Regions from separate parts of the Zea mays genome. Here region 1 is linked to region 2. The links are chromatin contacts, called in public Hi-C maps. All regions are on one chromosome and are shown on one strand. The core of a region is the stretch at or near the end of the contact, and the rest is flanking DNA. Distances in the headings are between cores, read along the strand shown. Region 1 holds the start of LOC100272964. Region 2 holds the start of LOC103654689 (protein PHYTOCHROME-DEPENDENT LATE-FLOWERING).

The links. A called contact is a pair of places that touch in the nucleus more often than the background predicts.
Region 1: a Hi-C map of leaf shows a contact between it and region 2, with 2.5 times the contacts expected there. The contact joins the promoter of LOC100272964 here to the promoter of LOC103654689 in region 2. A contact is called at or near these places in 4 of 25 Hi-C or Micro-C datasets (ear, leaf and tassel).

What each region holds. Positions count from the first base shown.
Region 1 is chr4:228,135,748-228,138,698 of Zm-B73-REFERENCE-NAM-5.0, forward strand. LOC100272964 reads left to right here and starts at 1,649. Exons shown (of 3, transcript NM_001147416.1): 1 at 1,649-2,142; 2 at 2,806-2,886. The coding sequence starts at 1,743. LOC103654690 (sister chromatid cohesion protein PDS5 homolog B-B-like) reads right to left here and starts at 1,006. Exons shown (of 3, transcript XM_020551950.2): 1 at 56-1,006.
Region 2 is chr4:227,846,222-227,849,104 of Zm-B73-REFERENCE-NAM-5.0, forward strand. LOC103654689 (protein PHYTOCHROME-DEPENDENT LATE-FLOWERING) reads right to left here and starts at 1,522. Exons shown (of 12, transcript XM_008681534.3): 1 at 1,151-1,522. The coding sequence starts at 1,477.

The sequences.
Region 1 (2,951 bases), core at 399-2,898, 290 kb after region 2:
ACAAGAAAATCAAGATGAAAGCACGGATCTAGATATGAATTGACCCCATCCATACCTAGGGGCGTGGTTGATTAGACAGGATCTGCAATACCTCTGACCGTCTTCGGGAGGGAATCAAACCGCTCATCTAGCCTAGCAGTCTTCGGGAGGGAGCAATCTCTCTGACCATCGCGAGCTCGGCACTCTCGACCACCGTACGAGTACGCGCCGCAGCCACCTCAACCTCCTGGATCTCAAGGAGGCGGCGCTCCTCCTCAGAGTCGACGCAGGTACGCTGCTATCACGATGGGGAAGGCGGGGGCTGGGTCAGTGCGCAGGTGTCGGCGAGATCCGTGGTCAGAAAGAGCAGATCGAGCCGTCCGTCCGAGGCACGCTGAACACGATGCGATCGTGCGCGAAGGCCGGGACGGTGCGGCGCGTGATCCTGACCTCGTCGGTGGCCGAAGTCTACATCAGGCCGGACCTGCTGCAACTGCGAGGCGACGGGCACGTGCTGGACGAGGAATCCTGGTCCGACGTCGAGTACCTCAGGGCCAACAGGCCACCGACCTGGGACCTCTGACCGTCGCGAGCTCGGCACTCTCGACCACCGTACGAGTACGCGCCGCAACCACCTCGACCTCCTAGATCTCAAGGAGGCGGCGCTCCTCCTCAGAGTCGACGCAGGTCGCGGGTGCCTTCGCGTCGAATGCCACACAAGCGCGTGCCGTGGCGCCTCCTCACGCGGCGGACAGGAGCTAGGCAGGCATCGCGTCGAGGCTAAGGGGAGGGGGCGTCTGGGAGATGCTGCTATCACGATGGGGAAGGCGGGGGCTGGGTCACTGCGTCTGCGCTGGTGTCGGCGAGATCCGTGGGCGGCAATTTGGGGGTGAGGATAGAGGAGATTAGGGGCGGCTGGAACTGCGGCCGCGGGGTTTGCGGGAGAGAGAGGAGAGCCGGGGCGGCGGGGATTGCGGCCGCGGGGAGAGACCATGGGCGGGCGGGGCACGGTGGATCCGCGACGCCTTCCATAACGGGCTGTGGGGACGGTGGAAACACGGGCGTTGATGGCGGGTTGCAACCGAGGCAGAACCGTGCACCTATACTGTGAACGCCTACAATAGGATTTTAAGGAGTAGTAGAGATATGTGAAGTTTAGAGTGAACATCCTTCAATCATGATTTTTGCTCTTCTAGCTGAGAAAAAGAAAAAAAACGAACAAACACCGGGTTTTTACATTTTTCGCTATTTAGGGCTAGTTTAGAAACCCATAATCTCAATGAATTTTTATTTTCTAAAGAGAAATTAGTTATTTTTTCTTGTTAAAATATAAATCCTTGGAAAAATAGAGCTTCTAAACTGGCCTTTAAGCTTTGAACTTTGAAAGTTTGAAACTAATAAAAAGCAAAATAGGTAACAATCGGTGCTATTATTACCATGAACCTACTCTATTATTCTATGTAAAAATATACACTATTTGCCTAAGTTTTCTTGCGTTGACAAGATCAGAGACTTGGGGCAACCTGGCGGGCTCGCGGCAGCCGGTGTTTTCCCCTTCCCGCAAGGCAACCAAACCCCGAAAGCGGAGCCGCCCTCACCTGACCACCACCTTCTTCTTCCCAGTTCTTCCGCCCGATGCCTCCGCATCATCACGCCCCCCTCCCGCGAAACCGCGTCTAGGGTTCTCGCCTTCACCCACCCACCCACCCTACTCTCCTCTCCCCTTTTCCCTTCCGCAACGTCGCCGCCGCCGTCGCACGCAGATGGCACTCCTCGGCGACGCGCTGCGGCAGGCCTTCTTGATGCCACGGCGCGCCTACGCGGCGCTCCGCGACGACGAGCAGTCCTTCCCGCCGCGTCTCCGCCGCCCGCTGGCCGTGACCGCCGCCTGCTGTGTCGCCGCCGCTGTGGCAGCTGCCGCGTGCGTCAGCCTCGGGATCGTGTTCCCTGCCGAGCCCGCGGAGCGGCCCTTCTGCCGGGAGCGCCGCATGCTGGAGGCGCTGCCTGCCGCCGCCAGCAGCAGGGAGGAGGAGCCCGAGGCGTACCGGTACCGCGGGGGTGCCTTCTACATGACCACCGCTGAGGCCGCCGACTTCTACTGGATGGTCGTCTTCGTGCCATCCGCCGTCCTCTTTGGCGCCTCGTTCACCTACCTTGTAGCTGGTGAGTCGCAATCTCGTTCCCGGTGGCACTGATGTGATTTTTGTTAGAACTATATGTGGTATACTAGATAGGTCGATGTATTTATTAGCTTTTCTGTATTGGACATTGGGTTTGTATTGACAATTGTAGGTATTGATTGCAACTTAAAGATAGTTTGTGTGTGTAATAGAACATCATGTGTCTCGTTTGTCTTGCTTTACCATGTGAATTTGTTTTTTTAATGCTGGTTGCATATGTGGCCTAAATGGGCATGAGGTCTCAATTTGTCTACGGAATATTTGATGAACTTTGCTATGACATGTGTGTTAGAGAAGCTGTTTTATGTGTAGGCAGGTGAGGATATTTTGTAGATATTTATGCTGCAGTAGTTTTATGTGTTTCGTTTGTATATTTTGTATAGTCGGTACATATTGGTAGCTCATATATGCTTTGTATTAGGCTATCTCCAGCAGCTTACCCATCCCCATACCCATATTCAAACTTCACTCTGCGAACAGTGCAAAACAGTGCTTTTGGGTAGACTGCTGCAGACGGTCTTAGACATTTTTTTGTCACTCGTGCCTTTTTCTTGGTAGATAAGAATGTCATTGACAAAAACCCTTAAAATTCATTTTCTCCTTCTCTATTTAAACATTGAAGTATTAAACCAGTACATACTTACAGGAATGTCTGTTGCATATGCTGCTCCAAGAAGGCATCCGATGATCTGTGTTGTTGAGAACAACTTTTGTGCTTCTAGAAGAGGTGAGTTTTCATATACATCCTTCTCTAAGATCTTTATGATGTGTCTTGGATTTTTCTAAAATGAA
Region 2 (2,883 bases), core at 272-2,771:
GAAGTTTAGCACTTCAGGTACACCTATCCATGCCAATACTAGCTAATTTTACATTGCTTGATTGCTCCAACTAAAATTATAAGGTACTTCAATACTAAAGCAAGGGTGCAACAGAAAGAGCTGGACAAGATAACATCCCTGGTCTCAACAGATACTAGTACAACTCAAAAGAATCTCCAGTATTGGTGATCCTATGTTTATTGGAAATTAGGAGCATTGCCCTTGCTTCATGGCAAATACTTTGCCTCGTTTAGATCCTTGGAATTGAATTCCATTCTAATAAAAGTAATTTAGGCACATCAATTAAGCTAATACGGTTTTATGTAAAATATATTTGTATACTATTATTAACAAGATGTCGGGATATTTATGTGCTACATTTTTATAAAGTAGTGAGTCGAAGAGCGTCCTATAAGTTGCAGAGTAGAAACATATTCTACTGATATATAAAATTATTTCTCATCCTCTACTCCATAAATTTGAGATAGGCTTATATCTAAACTTTGTAAAGTGGTGGAATGTCAAATTCCAAGCTAAATAGGTTACTTTATTAAGTAAATTTCAGTTCCTCTAAAATGAATGGATCCAAACGCCCCATTAGGTCAATCCCTTGGAAACCACACCTGAATGCTCTAAACCCAATAGACAATCAAAAGTAAGGTAATTGATAACAAACAATTAGCTAGAGTGTTGCACAAGACAAATAGTTGTTTGGTAGATACTGAGTTCAAGCAGGCCAAATTGGCACCCTCAGCTACTATAGCCGAACTGCTACACATAGCCATCCAAAAAAACGAGCTTAAACCCAAAAAAAGAGGGAAAAAGTACGAGTCCCCCCCCCCCCAAAAAAAAGTCTTTGAATGTTCAGTCCTTCCGAAGGATTTGACCACTCCAAACGAAAATGCGATTGATTGTCCAACGCAAGCTTTCGAGCCGAAATCACCAAAAATATTAATCCTTGTAGCGAATTAACGAAATTCGCCTGAAAACAAAAAAAATCGAGGTCAGATTTTTCATCAGTTCCTCGACAAATTGCTTTCCGCTCCTTGATCCCCCCCCCCCCCCCCCACCCCCCACTGTTGGCACCCAAACCATCTCGAAGCGACACACAAACCAAACAAGCAAGCGATAGAAGCCACGAGCGCCTCACCTCGCGTGTCGACTCAGACAGCGAACCCTCCTTCCCACCCGCGCCCGGCTTTTCCGCCACCGCCGCGGACGCCGAGCGCGCGGCCGGGTGCACGCGGACCCCGACCTTCGACAGCTTGAACGAGATCCCCATCCACACGGTTGTCAGGCTTCCTCCGCCGTCTCCTTGACCTTCACCGCGGACGAGGTCGGGCGTGGTGGTGGGGGGTGGGTGGCGGGGGGGGGGGGGAGAGATCGGTGTACGGTGACGCCGGGCTGGAAAAAAATCGTGACAGTTTTGCCTATCTATGATTTGTGAGGTTAACAAACGCAGGAACGGCGGCCGCATACGCTAATCATACGATTGGTTGGTTTCATCGTTTTGTCCTAGATCACTGCACGCATTGACTTTAACTGAGTGTATGTTTGGTTGCCTGCACATCGAAGACGTGGGCTGCACAAGCCGATACAAAACAAGTCATTTAAAGGCTAATTGCATGCATCCGTTCGTACCGCCAAAACGCATATATCCGACCAGTCAGGCTCGGGCAGGCGTGCAGCCACGGACACAGGGAACCAATCAGCCGGTAAATATATAGATCGGACTGATGGATTGGGTTTATACCAGGACTCGCTTGCATGCGTTGACTCGCTCCAACAATTGTCTCAAATAATTAGAGGATGTTTGCGACTCTAGAAAATTTGGTAGAGTATTTCATAATAGTTTTATTCCAAAACTCTGTACGGAACAGCTCTGCTTTAGAGTTTAGACTAGCCGGTTACCCGTGCATTGCGACGGCTCACAACAATACCCACGTAAATTATTCACCAAAAATATCTCAAAATTTTTTTATTGATTGTCTCTAGTCTTCACATAATATTTTTTTATTAACGCACGGGTACCATAGACAGCAAATCAGAGCTCGCCTCCTCCACTTCCAAGGTTTCGTAGAGCAAGAGGGGAAGGAAAGAGGCGGACATACCTGTTCGTTGTCGGAGAAGGACACGACGAAGACCTTGGCATCTGGAGGCGACATATGTATTATACCGATAGATATATAGGGAGAGAGCACACAAGCGGAGAAAGAAGCCCAGTCGGAGCAGCTCCAAACTGAGAGGCACCCGCACCAGGCGTCAGTCCGAGACGGACGAGAGAATGTGAGTGTCTTCCCAGCCCTGAACCCGCTGAAGCGACACAACACCACCACAACTCCATAGCATATGCTGACTGCTGTCACGCTACGAGCCATGATTGTCCAATATAACAGACCTGGACTCCTCATCGCCAAGATAACCTAAGTGTGGCAGGTGCCACCATGTCCTCCTCGACGGCACATGTAGAGAAAGGTCAGGAGCATGACCGACTCGCCCCGTACCCGCGTCGACGAGCGTCGGTCGGCTCGCGGCTACTACCGTGGGCGGAGGCAGCATGTTGGGGGTGGGGTGGGGGGGGAGAGATCGGTGTACGGTGACGCCGGGCTGGAAAAAAATCGAGACAGTTTTGCCTATCTATGATTTGTGAGGTTAACAAACACAGGAACGGCGACCACATACGCTAATCATATGATTGGTTGGTCGCATCGTTTTATCCTAGATCACTGCATGCATTGACTTTACCTGAGCGTATGTTTGGTTGCCTGCACATCGAAGGCGTGGGCTGCACAAGCCGATGCAAAACAAGCCATTTGAAGGCTAATTGTCTGCATCCGCTCGTACCGCCAAAACGCATGTATCTGACCAGCCAGGCTCGGGCGA